Regions from separate parts of the Sus scrofa genome. Here region 1 is linked to region 2. The links are chromatin contacts, called in public promoter capture Hi-C maps. All regions are on one chromosome and are shown on one strand. The core of a region is the stretch at or near the end of the contact, and the rest is flanking DNA. Distances in the headings are between cores, read along the strand shown.

The links. Promoter capture Hi-C pulls out the DNA fragments that hold promoters and counts their contacts.
Region 1: a promoter capture Hi-C map of liver shows a contact between it and region 2, with 4 times the contacts expected there. The contact joins the promoter of SRFBP1 here to the promoter of HSD17B4 in region 2. A contact is called at or near these places in 2 of 5 promoter capture datasets (fetal skeletal muscle and liver) and 1 of 47 Hi-C or Micro-C datasets (embryonic fibroblasts).

The regions. Positions count from the first base shown.
Region 1 is chr2:125,506,451-125,513,740 of Sscrofa11.1, forward strand. SRFBP1 (serum response factor binding protein 1) reads left to right here and starts at 1,397. Exons shown (of 10, transcript NM_001244566.1): 1 at 1,397-1,442; 2 at 1,445-1,473. The coding sequence starts at 1,439. It overlaps LOC102160311 (a long non-coding RNA gene), which reads right to left and starts at 1,269. Exons shown (of 5, transcript XR_002341867.1): 1 at 492-1,269.
Region 2 is chr2:123,309,653-123,316,661 of Sscrofa11.1, forward strand. HSD17B4 (hydroxysteroid 17-beta dehydrogenase 4) reads left to right here and starts at 3,831. Exons shown (of 24, transcript NM_214306.1): 1 at 3,831-3,957. The coding sequence starts at 3,900.

The DNA.
Region 1 (7,290 bases), core at 147-2,646, 2.2 Mb after region 2:
ACAAATCCAAACATAAGACTGAATTACTGTAAATTGAGTACAGACTCATGAGCCAAGAGCAAAAGCTCTGAGTAGGACAGTCTTCTTTGATAGAGGCTCAGAAGCGGACCTAGCTTAAATTTTCTTTCTCCACAGTCGTGAAATTCTTAATAAGTTTATCCATGAATCTGAGTTCTGTAAGTGAAATCCAGTGGGACAATGGAATATTTGTCAAAAGCTTAGTCTCAGGTCAAGTGTGGCTTTTCCTGCCACATACTCCCACTTAGGTTCTCTGGATTCCACTTCCCTTTCTCTGCCCAGCAACTGCTACCACCTTGGTGCAGTACAGGAACCCTTCCCTGAGTCCTGGAGCAGGGGTCCCAGGCACCTGTGAGGATCTGCAGTAGCCCCATAGCATCCCTTTTCTTGAGGGAGCACCACATTAACTACCAAATAAAAAGCACAATACAGGTCAAAAGACACCATGTAAAAAAGAAGAAACTTTTTCCTACTTTATGAACGTCGGGGGTCCTGCATTTTCTTTTCTCACTGGGCCCCAGAAATTATGTAACCGGCCTTGGAATCCTGTGTCAGTGGTCGGCTCAGCTGGGCAACTCTGGGCAAGACACTTGGCTTCTTAAGTCAGTTTCCACATCTGTAAAATAACAGTTCCTATCTCATTGGATTTCTTGACTATTTTGGAGATTGATGCTAAGTTTGTCCCAGCATTTGATCCATTTTAACGCTCAATATTACTGGGCGTTAACTATTAATACGCTACCTACTTCAGATCCACTCCCTCAAGTTTTCTCTACACCCAGGCTAATGTAATACTTTTAAACAGCCATTTTCACAGGCAGTGGCAAATGTTCATCCTGGTTTTGCTCTACACGTTCATTATCTAAATTTACCTAAATTATCTAAACGTTATTATCTAATAATCTCCTTACAGTGTGCAGAAAGAAATGTCTACGCCTGAGCTATAAAGTAAGACTGAAACATTGCTAAATCTAAATCTTCACAAACGCTAGACAAAACTTCGGAGCTAAATTGGTCGTTCAAGTGATCCTTTCAAAAAACGTTCATTCTCACAGGGACACAAAAAACAAGGTCTTTACAAAGCTGCGCCCAGTCTACAAACGAATGTAATAAAGCCAGTATCTTGAAAAACTTCTAAACAAGGTAATAGCTTGCGAAATGCCCCCTCCGCCACCCGCCCCTGCGGGGGTTTCCGCAAGAACGCGCAAATCAGGCGCGGAGCTCTCGGCGCAGGAAGTTGTTCTCCGTCACTTCCTTTCTTCCCCTCCGCGTCTGCGTACCTTCTGCGCGTGCGTCGGCTCGAGTGAAAGGTGGATGAATTTTGAGCCAATGAGGCCGCCGTTGAGGGGTTGGCGACGCAGCCGCGTTCGAGTGGATACAGTTCACGTGCGGGCAGCTCGAGCCTCCTCTCGGAGCTACTATGGTCAGCCAGGGACTTTGAACCTCAATAACGAGGTGAGCACCGTGGTCTGGGAACCTGTGGGGCTGACCTTTAGGGCTCTTTTTTGAAAGGCCTGGGGCGAAGCGGGGAGTCCCTGGCGAATTTTGCAGAACTTGTAGCATGTCAGCTGTAACTCCTTCATGGTATCTAGGTGACCGAAGCGTCTCTGGCCCTCATTCCCCATGAATTTTTATCTGTGGGACTTTGGGAAGATCATTTAATCTATATTCAGTGTCTTATCTGTCAAACGAAGCTCCTGACAGAACCTCCCTCACAAGGCTCTGGTGAGAATTAAAGTAACTGGAATGTATAAAGTGTTTGCAAAGTGCCTGATAATAAGCTCCGATACATATGACCTGCCTTTTGTTGACTGCAAAAAATGAAAGGGAGAGATTGAGACCTTATGCCTAGAAATTGCTGATCTTGAACGAGACCGTACGGTTTATAAGGATGTACGCTCCCTCAGTACTTCTTTTTCAGGTACTGTCACATTTCTCTGCTCCCAATCACAGCAAAACTTTAATACTTACTGTCCTCAAATTTATTTCTCTCTGAAATCCAGTCTGATCAGACATTTGTCCTCATCACCTCCACGTTTCGTCATGTCTCATTTCCAGTTTCTGCTTCTATTCTAGGAAGTCATCAGAGATTTAAGGTAACCTGGAAAAGCAAGGATTAAATGAGGACCTCACAGCTGTAGCAAAGGAAGTTCTCGTCCTTTTTATTCATTGCATATATGTGTCTGCTATGAGCAAGACACTACATATTACACAGTTGTGGAAGACAGACGGTTTTTAAGAAACCTATACTCAGGTAGGGAAGGGAAAACACCATCCACCATGCTATAGAATAATACCCAGAAAGAAAAACAAAGTTATTTAGGCAAAAAAAGAAAAGTTTCCAAAGAAGGCAAAATGAAATGAGTTATATTTATTCTTGGCCTTTAAGGATCTTACACAGTATTGAATCCAGTGGTTCAAATAGAGGGAAGAAGGCGTTTCTAGCCAGAGGAAACAGTATAAACAGGAAGGGATGGTAGTAGAAAGTGTTTTGGATAATATGAGTAGAAAACTCTACACTGATGAGAACTTGTGGGTGAAGTAGGAAATAAAGCTGAAATATATTACTGCTTTACTGCTGCATTAAGAAGCCTGGATTTCACTTGGCAGTAAAGAACAGGATGTATTAAAGAGGGGTACTCTGAAGGCATTCTCTTTACATTGATAAATATACATTAAGCTCTTTCTAGTTCCAGAAAACATTGCTGGTCTTTTTTCCGGTAGATCGCCTGTGAGATATAAAAGACCTTAATTGGAGTGTTGTCCTTGGAAATTTCCTGGAAATACTAGTGAGCTTCCTGTTTAATTCTGAAATTACACTGAGAAGAGTGTACCCTTTACCCTACTCTTCATTTAGGGCTCTCACTTTTTCCACTTAGCTAGTTTCCAGGCCTCTTCACAACAGTTAAAATTATTAATTCAGTTCATTCTGGGGTAAGTGTGTGTTCTTTATACAACCAAGGTGTTTTCTACTCTGAAAACATTTGCTTACCTGTTTCTTTTTTGTGTTTGTCTATCACCTGCAGCATATATGCTCTATAAGTGTTTGCTGGATGATTAAATAAACTTATCAGGTTAGGAAGTTTATACATCCCACGCTTAAGTAAATCGTATATGTTCTAATCTGAAGAAGGGGAAAAAAGACAGAAAAAAAGTGGCAATAATGAAAGAATGGTGTAATAATTTAAAATTAATGGGAGATGGGAGTTCCCGTTGTGGCTTAGCAGGATACAAACCCAAATTAGTATCCATGAGGATGTGGGTTCTATCCCTGGCCTGGCTCAGTGGGTTAAGGATCCAATGTTGCCGTGAGCTATGGAGCAGGCCAAAGACCCAACTCAGATCCCCCGTAACTGTGGCTGTGGTGTAGGCCAGCAGCTGCAGCTCCAATTTGATTTGACCCTTAGCCTGGGAACTTCCATATTGAAAAACAAAGGGGAAAAAAGGGACAAACACTTAGAAAAAATAGAGCAAATATGACAGACAAATTGCTAATGTTATTACTGTAAAATAGCTCACAGAAATTAAGAAAAATCACTTCATAGGAAATTGATAAGAGAAATGAATTAACTTATTTAAGAAAGAAATATATCTGAAAAAGAGTTCAAATTAACTTTTATTTTAGATACCTTTCCATTATTTTTCCATCTCACCGCTGTCCTAGTCTAAATTTTATTCCTCAGCAGAACTGCTATCCTGGCCTCCTGACTACTCTGATGAGCTGGAGTGCTCTCTTCAAAATACATCTCATGCCCTTGCTTAGAACTGCCTCCTGTTGCTTTTGGTGAAGACCAATCTAAACAAGGCGTATCTCTCCACTTGATGTTATACCATTCCCCTCACCCCTTCAGACTCTGTACTTGGCTGCTCTGGCATTCCTCCACTATCTAGCATGGCATTCTACAGATACTTTGGGTGTACTGTTCCTGTTACCCACCAAATTTTCTTTCTCATTAGTCCATATCATACTTCTATGTTGCTTTATCAGGGACACTGCTCTTGACTTTCATTTACTCCTTGTGTAAACTTTTGTAGCACTATTTACATCTCCATTTTAGCATTTGTAAGAGTTGTTTAATCTGTTATGTAAATGTGAGAGAGATTGCTTATGCCCTCAGTAGGACTATAAATTTTTGCTCACCATCATATCCTCATTACTTATCTGTTGAGTAATTTGAGACATCATTTTCATGATCCCTAATAACTTAAATTAGTTTTCCTTAACTGAGATTCAGGAATGTATTTCAGGAACCCTATAACTGTCTGAAATTATGTGTAATTTGTTGTATGTCTATGTCCGGAGGGAGGGAGGAAGTTCCATAGATTTTATCACATTTGCAAAAATTTGTAAATCTCTAATATTTAAAGATGTTGGTACTTATATCTTTATTTAATTGGAATCCTTTTTCTATAATTTTTAATTATAGCCTTTTCTTTTAAAAAGTCATATTGCCTCCTAGTTTACAGTATATTTAACTTCTCAAAATGACTTTTATGAAAATAAAAGCCTGATTGCAGGCACAACTATTATGTTAACTTTCAATGTCTTAAACCCTAATTCTTTTTTTTTAAGAATTTTCTAAGGGTAAAAGCTGACATTTACAGAACACTTCCTGACTCAAGGTTTTGTGTTTTTTTTGTTGTTGTTGTTTTGTTGTTGTTGTTGTTTGCCATTTCTTGGGCTGCTTCCGTGGCATATGGAGGTTCCCAGGCTAGGGGTCTAATCGGAGCTGTAGCCACCAGCCTACCCAGAGCCACAGCAGCGCAGGATCCGAGCCGCGTCTGCAGTCTACACCACAGCTCATGGCAACGCCAGATCCTTAACCCACTGAGCAAGGCCAGGGATTGAACCCACAACCTCATGGTTCCTAGTCAGATTCGTTAACCACTGAGCCACGAGGGGAACTCCTCAAAATTCTTAAATACATATATTTCTCTTAAGTATTGTAAGATTTCTACCTTTACTTGTGTGTGTGTGTTTCTTTTTTAGGGCCACAGCTGCAGCATATTGAAGTTCCCAGGCTAGGGGTCGAATCAGAGCTACATCTGCAACCTACACCACAGCTCACAGCAACACTGGATCCTTAACCCACTGAGTGAGGCCAGGGATCAACCATGTGCTCAGGGATACTGGTCAGATACATTACTGCTAAGCTAGGACAGAAACTCCCTACCTTTACATTTTTAAAAAGAAAGTGTCACTTTTTACTTCATCTTATGATCATTTCTTGCATATTTTATATTTACCAGTACTCATATGGACTTTGAAGAGGGCGTACTTAACTGACTTATTATATAGCAACTTCCCTAATCTTTAACATGGTATTTTATGTATATAGGTAATAATATGTATATACTTGCCAGTCAGATCAAAGTATGGATAGTCCAACTTGAGTTACCTAATATTCAAATGAGCCAGGAGTTGGGGGCGGGGAATATGCTAAATGTAGACTTTTTTCTTTCTTTTCCATTAGAACTAGACAAGGAGTGTACAATTGAAAACAACAGTGCCTTAGCACTTAGTGAGTAAAGAATTTGCGAACTATAGCTGAGTTTCCTCCAGTCATTTGTTTCTTTAGATTGCAGTGATGTGTAAATTCAGAATTAGAAAGTGAAACATTCTGACCTGGTACTTTGTAAGGCCAAGAGCTCCTATATGAAACTAACATTATTTTATTCTTGATAGCAAATTATTAAGAAGCCCATCAGAAAACTGTTTTCCATGTCTCATAAGATAGTAAAGGTAGAAACTAAAATGCCAGAGAACAAAATGATATACTTTTACATATTGTAAAAGATAAGAATGTCAAGCACTATGTTTGTATGTGCTTTTTAGATTGTAAATCTATTTCATAATTAAATATGTGGTACTTTTTAATAATTCTTTACTGAAATAGCAAATCACTCCCATCCATAAGAAAACTATTTTCTGATGATTGTTAAACTATTCTGGGAAGTTTTGCTAGGTGGCAGCATATGCACAGTAATGATTATATTATAATTAATCACCAAACACTTTAGAATTTATAAAGTGTTGCTCATCAGAGGTAAAAAGTATAAGTCAACAATAAGTTATCCAAATGGCCAAATTAGAAGTCCTCTGCATAAGGCCATAATTAATATGGTTAACTATAAAATAGTTCAAATATAAGGAAAACTATGTAACAAATGTCTTTATAATCTGTTTTGTGTATACCATATAACAGTATTTTGCCATATTGTAATGCTTAATTCCATCTGCCTTAGAACTAGTTATTATTTCAGTGTGTTTTCTCATTATGTTTTTAATAATTTTAGTAACATAAATACCCATATTCATACCATGAATATTATTGTGTTGTATATTTTTAAACTTTGCATAGGTGGTATCATACTGTACGAATACAGTATACTATACAGTATCATTCTAAAAAATATTTTTTTCACTTAACATTTTAGGGTTTATCCATAATACATGGAGATTTGCACTGATTAAAACATTGCTTATGCTTTACTTATTTACAATATTTTATCTCTTAGGTAACATTTTGTAAAAGTGCTGATTGATTAGTCTTGTGCATAGCTTTTTGCTATAGCAGGAGGTGTGTCTTCTGGACAGATTCCTAGAAGTAAGATTTTTGTTAGACATTGCCAGAATTTCCTCCAGAAGGAGTATACCAATTTACCTTCCTCCAAGCAATGTATGAGAGTGCCTGTTTCCTCACAGCCTCAGGAACAGAATGTGTTGTCATATTGTTTTGTATTTGCCAATCTGATAGTAAGTAATGAAGAAGCAGAAGTTTTAATGTATTCTAAGGAACAGAGATATACTCAAATTTTTCTTAGCACTGCAGGCTTTTCTAGAGCAACTTGCGCTTAGAATAATTGTTTTCTAATAACTACAGGGTTTTTTTTTTATAGATTAATTCAAATACCTAGCAAAGTTAGTACAATACCAAAAAATGGTTGTATAGTTGACTGACCAGACAATAGCTATTAGTCATTTCAAAGTAACATTTACTTTTGTTTGTGAATCATAGTTTGCTCTCAGCTTTGTAGATTGGAAACTTGCTATCATTGTCATCCCAAATGTCGTCTCAGAAAAAGTATTCTTTCAAAGCAAATTCATATCAACCACAACCATAAACTTCAACCATAAACCATATACAAAAACCAACTCATAAACTTATAAGAAATATATAAATGAGAAAACTAGTTTAAGAAATATAGCTAATGTAGATAATAATGCTTACATTGTAACATGCAGTTTTTTCCTCTCTACTGATCTGCATC
Region 2 (7,009 bases), core at 2,581-5,080:
TCTACCACCCCACCCCCACCCCAAGAATGAAAACTTGAGAGCAAGATAAAGCAACACTCTTTTGCAGTGTACTGTATACCTCACTCTATTTCAAAGACTAATTCCTAAATCTGAATTGCCTCTCATTCAAATTCAGGACATATTTTGGAGTTCCCATAGTGGCGCAGCAGAAACAAATCCGACTAGGACCCATGAGGTTACAGGTTTGATCCCTGACCTCGATTAGTGGGTTAAGGATCTGGTGTTGCCGTGAGCTGTGGTGTACGTTACAGACACGGCTTGGATCTCGCATTGCTGTGGCTGTGGTGTGGGCCATCAGCTGTAGCTCCGATTAGACCCCTAGCCTGGGAACATCCACTGCTGCAGGTGTGGCCCTAAAAAAAAAAAAAAAAAGACAAAAAAAAAAACATAAATAAATAAAAATAAATTCAAGACATTTATTAGGGCACTTACTGTACTAGGCATTTGCATTTACCTAGCCCTGTTGGCTCTGGTTTGTGGACTATTAAGAGCCTAGTTTTGAGTCTGGGAAGTGAACTCGTTCACACCACAGAGATGGGTGAGAAAGCCTTCAATCTTGCTCTTCTTGCAGGCCTGTGGTTAAGCCCACCTCACTGAAGATTATAGTTGAGTTGCTTTTGCACTTACATTTCTAGAAAGTAGAAATAATGCACATAGACTCTTCCCCACCCTTTAAAAAACAAAACAAAACACACAAAGAACGGGGTTATTGGATTAAACAAGAAAGACTACAACAGAAGATTGAAACATCTACCACACATGGAGATCTGAGCACTTGCACCAGGTGAAACTTGGAGGAGTGGGTCCTCCTCATAGGGTTTAGTTTGAGGAAGTTTGGTTCTCAGTTGCTGTAGCTACAGTCTTCTCAAGAATCAGCGGGGAGCTCCTGTTATGGCTCAGCAGATTAAGAATCTGACTAGTATCCATGAGGACACGGGTTCAATCCCTGGTCTCGCTTAGTGGGTTAAGGATCCAACAATGCCATGAGCTGTGGTGCAGATCGCAGCCATGTCTTGCATCCAGAGTGGCTGTGGCTATGCCGGCAGCTGTAGCTCCAATTCAACTCTTAGCCTTCGAACTTTCATTATGTGTTGGGTGTGGAGTGGAGACTGCAGTTTACTGAGTTATCACACTATCCTACACTTAATGGCCATGCCCAAGGCTCAATTTCACATCTTCACCTGTGTCTATATTCCAAAAGCCTGAGGACTTCCTTGTGCCCAATAAGTGAAGAAATTTGCTATTGACCTAAGGCTAGGGTAGCCTCACAGTCCCATGGGCCTTAGTGGAGAGCATGAGCAGAGTGGCAGGGGCTACACCCCAGCCAACCCCATTGGTTGGAGGTGGCACCAGGGTGGGGCAGGGTCAAGTGACCTTTCTTACTGCAGGAGCTTTCTTGTATTTGAGCACCGCTGAGGCTAGCTTTCCTGGGTTTCGGTGAGCACAAGAGTTCTGGGGTCAGAAGTTAAAAGGCAGGTGTGGACAAATGGCTAAGAGAGCAAGGCACTGGTATAGGGGAGAGCTTTCAGTGACATGACTACTCCTGGAGGTTTGGCCTTGAGTTACTCAGAGATCGTTCTTGCTGCGCCTGAGAGGTGAGACTAAACTCTCAGAGCTCTAGAACCTTAACTGTCTGCTGGACTTCTCCAGCCATTGCCTTGCTTCTCTTCCCATAGACAATTGGCCCAGAGCAAAATTCCCTCCAAAAGCTGATCGTCTACCACTATTCCTTATTTTGATGAATGGCCCACCCTACCCTAGATACTCAAGCTGGAAGTATGGAGGTTATTCCAGTCGTTCTTGTCTCACATCCATGTCCAATTAATCAAAAAGACCTATTAGGAGTTCCCTTCGTGGCGCAGTGATTGACGAATCCGACTAGTAACCATGGGGTTGCGGGTTCGGTCCCTGCCCTTGCTCAGTGGGTTGACGATCCGGCGTTGCCGTGAGCTGTGGTGTAGGTTGCAAACTCGGCTCGGATCCCGCGTTGCTGTGGCTCTGGCGTAGGCCGGTGGCTCCAGCTCCGATTCAACCCCTAGCCTGGGAACCTCCATACGCCGCGGGAGCGGCCCAAGAAATAGCAACAACAACAACAACAAAAAAAGACAAAAAGCCAAAAAAAAAAAAAAAAAAAAAGACCTATTAACTCCATTTCCAAATATACCTCTGTATTACTGCCCCCTCCTTCCATATTTCCTCTGCATTACTTTTGGTCTCTACAGTTTTCTCCAATAGGTGTCTATCTGTTCTCTCTGTTCACCTCCAGTCAATTCTCAGTAGTGGGGCAAAATGACCTTTTCATGATGTAAACATTTCTCTGGAGTAATCTTGCTTAACATGTTTTAAGCTCAAAATTTAAACACCTAAATGTGATCTGACTGATTCTGCTTACTTTCGTGAACTTACCTCCACCTCTGTCAAGCTAGTACTTCTACTTCTATTACCTATAATATCCTCTATTTGCAAAGCACACTTCTTAAGTCTGTCATCTCCTTTGGAAAGTTTTCCCCTTTTCTCACCGGAAGGGAAAGGGTTTGTTTATTTCGGCACAAGTCTTAGCATGCTGTACTGTAGGTAAAGTTATACCACCTAATTTTGAATAGCTCAGGGACACCTTATTTTTCATCTGTAAACTTGTGCTTACTACCCCTAGGTGCTTAATAATATGACTATATTCAACCCCCAAAAGCAAAAGTTATTTAGAATCACCCCTGGACATTTTTTTTTTTTTTTTTTGTCCCTTGATATTTTGTGGCCAAGACTATTGCCCCAGAATCATACCCCTTCCCCTTCCTTGAATGGAAACCAGTTGCTCTAGTCTAAGTTTCAGGAGGAAGCTGCAAAGAGAAAAACAAGTACAGGTTAGAACAAACCAGGTGCCAGAGAACATTTGACTTCCAGTAGACTTTTAGCCTCATTATACATTCATTGCAATAGATTAGCACACTAAATGACACCTACCAGTGCTTTGTCCCTTGACAATTACCACAGCAACAATGGGAAAGGCCCATACGAAGACTACGAAGACTACGGAGGAGTGTTCTTTCAGTTCTGGATCCGAAGTACATCGATGTTCTTGGTTAAGTCATGACTGAGTATTCCTCCCACTTTTCCTAATTACCTCCCTTTTATCTCCATCGTCCTACATGTGTGGTGTCTCCATCTGAATTGGGTTTAGAAATTGATTTGTGACCTAAGTTTCCGCTTCTCCATTCTTTGGTGATTAAATAAAGCTCGTGCTGTTCCAGTTTCAACATCGATTTCATTATTGGCTGTGTGAAGCCAAGTGGAAAAAGAAAACCTTCCTGGCAGAAACAAGCGGTCTTGGCCAGTCTCAGACTCCAGGACCGGTAGAGTCAATCAATTCCATTTGGGATGTCAGCGTGGGGGCTCAGTACTTTGCATTTTTGACAGTTCCCAGAGGTCCATTCTGAGAAATCTTTTACCCATTGGTCAGAGTACCTCTACTTCTCAGGAGCTATTTTTGAAAGCTACTTAAGGATAGGGGCTGCATCCTCGCCAAGATCCAGAAAACGCTTGTTGAGTGAATGACAAAGGGACGGGTGAATGGATAAATACAAGGTCGGCCCAGTCAGCCATTTTACCACAAAGGTCCCATCAGCTCCCTTTACTTCCGCAGCAGAACTAGCCCTTTCAACCCAAGCCTCCTGGGCAGGGTCCAGCAGCGCCTGGAGGCACGGTGGACTACATTTCCCAGAGTTCCAAGGGATTGGCCGCGCAGGCGCACTTGGAAAAATACTACGTCACTCTCTTACCCAGAAACTGGCCGGTTAATGCCTTCGGCGCCGCTCCTCCTCGCCTCAGGTTTTCCCTGTCCGGCAGTGTGAGCTGTGCTGGTTCTTCTGCAGGCCGGACTTATGGCCTCGATGTTGAACTTCTACGGGCGTGTGGTGCTGGTCACCGGTGCCGGGGGAGGTAGGCATGCAAAGGTTGGAAGGCTGACGTCCGGGTCGCTCCTATCCCGGAGCACTCCTTTTCGGTCCCGCTGCTCTCGCAGCGGTGGCTGCGGTCTCAGCGTCGGGACTGCGGACAGCGGTGGCGGGGCAGCTAGCGGAGTGAGCGGCTGGATCCCCTGGGGGTGGTGGGAGGACGGACAACGACTGTCCTCCCGACGCCGAATCTGCTGAGGCGGGGGAGGTGGGGCTGGCCAGTCTTGAGTGGAGAGCCAGAAACTCCTGGTGCAGCCCCCACCCGTGTGGACTTCTCAGGGTTTAGGATCTTGCCTGAGGAGAGAGGCTTCGTTGGGCTGCGGGTTGCAGAACTAGGTGAAAGGTCTTTCAGGAGCTCATCCGTGAGTATCCATTGGGACTCTTCCTGCCAGTAGACTATCTAGGCCGCTTTAAGTCTTTTAAATGTGGTGGAAAAGCCGTCTGGGAGCTGCAGTCACCCCCGGTGTAGCAGATATGTCAGTCCCTTGCTTTTAAAAAGTCACTCATCCTTCCCTTTGTTGGATGATTTTAAGTTCTTTAGAGGGCCTTCCTTAAAAAGAAAAAAAAAAAAATCTGATTGGATTCCTCCTGGTTGGACTTTGTATGTATATCAAGCCAAGCACCATATTGACTAGTCCACTGGAGTCTTGGCGTGGGTTGTGAACTCAGTGCCTGATAAAGGACGTAATTGAGAGTGTCATGGGGACAGCAGGAGCTGAGGAGCAGAGGCCTTTTTGACATGGGCCAGATCTTCCTGTACTTCCGAAGCAAAATGGTGATTTGTTATGAGAAATAACCCTATTTTTAAAGGACAGAATTAAAACAAACCAGTCATACCCACGCGAATGCTTTGCGTTGAGGTTTTCTATTTTTACCACCAATACACGACCTCTCCGACCTCCAAGTGCAGGGATCTTGGTCTTAATTGATCCCCCACTGGTAGTGCCTTATGGATTTAATGAAGAATTAATTTGAATTGTATGTTAAAAATCACAAACAATGGAATTCTGTCAGTTAATTCATTTGTACCTTCACATCTCCATTAATAAAGTAAATTCTTATGCTTCTGTTCAGAAAAATGTCTTTAGTATTAGTTGGTAGCCAAGTATTTTGTACCTGTAGCTAAATACTTCATTCTAAAATGATCATTCATTCTAAAATGATCCGTTTTGGAAAAACATTTTGTTTACACTTTGACGGAATGGAAATAAGGAATGTGTCTCCTGTTTTAAATCTCTTTTGACAGTGAGTGATCCACACTATGAAATACATTTTACACCAAGACCTGGTGTGTGTGTGCACACCCCGCCATCTATATTTGAAAGAAATTCATGACGTGGTGCATAGTAAATGCAGTGCACTTTGAACTTTTCTGCTTCTTTCATTGAGAAATACAGATTGCAGTCCACTAAATTGATTTTGTGAAGTATTAATGAGTTGTGGCTTGACAGTTATGAATTTAGCATCTCCTGTTCATAAACAGATTTGTATTTTAAAGAGCCTGGATTATGGTACAATTACTGGCCATTAGACTTGAATACTATCTGAGGGTGGAATATAATTTTGTGGTAAATTTGAGACTGTTGTAAGGTCCACACTAGGCCATCATTTATGAGAGATTGAGATCTAATTCCAATCTAATTCAGGACAAAGGCTGTTGTCCTTGAGGTCTTACAGTTGTGATTTGAGAATACCTACCTAGAACTGAGGCATTGCTGAACATCCCAGGAGAATGTCCATGAGAGCCTCCCTGCCTGCTTGTCCTGGGTCTGAGTCTGGGAAGTAGTCCACCTCCAAACCACTCTTATTTTAGAGATGAACAGAAATATCTTTGCAGTATTCAGGTGCTGTTGTTTAGCTTGTAATTTTGAATAGTTTAATGGAAGACCCATAAGGAGTTAAGAATGGTCTAGGCTTCACGAAAACAATTTTGCCCTAATTGGTGGTATATTGGGAATTTGATTTGTTAGCTGACTGTAGCGTTGCTGGGGAAGTAACTGGGTGAGAGTGGTGGAGTTGGGCAATGGAAGAAGGAAGTCTGGCCATTATGAATTGGAGATGGTTATAAAATAGCAGCTTGTAGGTCTGGAGATTTTGAGAAGTGTGTGAGTAGTTGCAGATTCTAAAGTCGGGAGAGGCTTTGAGGTCCTTTGACTTCTGGTAAAGCTAGAAAATGAAGTAGTCCAGGGAGCTAGTCTCTGAGGCTCTGTTAAGTTGAAGGAGAGAGAAGTCCACTGCGAGAGCACTGAACAAACAGCTTGAGAAAAGAATCAGCTGAGATTTGACAGTGCTAAAAGGCCAAAAGGGAAATTGGAGAGAGAGGATGATTGACAATGAATTTGGATGTGAGAGGAAGTTAAGATAGGACCTAAAAGAGGATTAAGATAAAATAGAGGCTCTTGGATTTAACTTTTTGTTCATTTTGGCTGTAAAACTGTACTGGGCATTGTGGGAAATGCAAAAGAATGACATAACCTTAACTTTTAAGGACCTTCTAGTTTAGTTAGGGAGACAGACTGACACATAAAGTATTTAAATAATGTTTATGTAAATACAAATATAAAAACATGGGAGGATGCTTAGGTATCTGTTAATGGGCTAGTAGTATTAGAAAGAAACAGGGAAGAGAATGTCACTTTTAATTTTGTATACAGATTTCTGTACAGTTTGCATGGGCCTTTATGATAAAAGTGGATTACTTACATATCTTTTGAGAAAATTGTATAGCTTGGTTTTGTGGTAATTCTCTGATTAACCTAGATCAATCTTTACTAGAAACCTACCCTGCGTCTTTCATCTGATAAGTTTTACTTTGTTACTATAATTTTGTGTGTGTGTTCTGATCATGAGTACTTGATTTCTATAAGAACCTCATGTTTAGAATAAGTGCTTCAGCCTTGATCTGATAAAATATGAGGCGACTTAAATTATTAGCTAGATTCCCTCTCATCCAGAGTGGATTAAACTATAAAATAAATTATTTGGTGATTTTTAATTTTGGAAAACTTTTTATTTTGGCTTGTTTTTAGAAGAGCCTG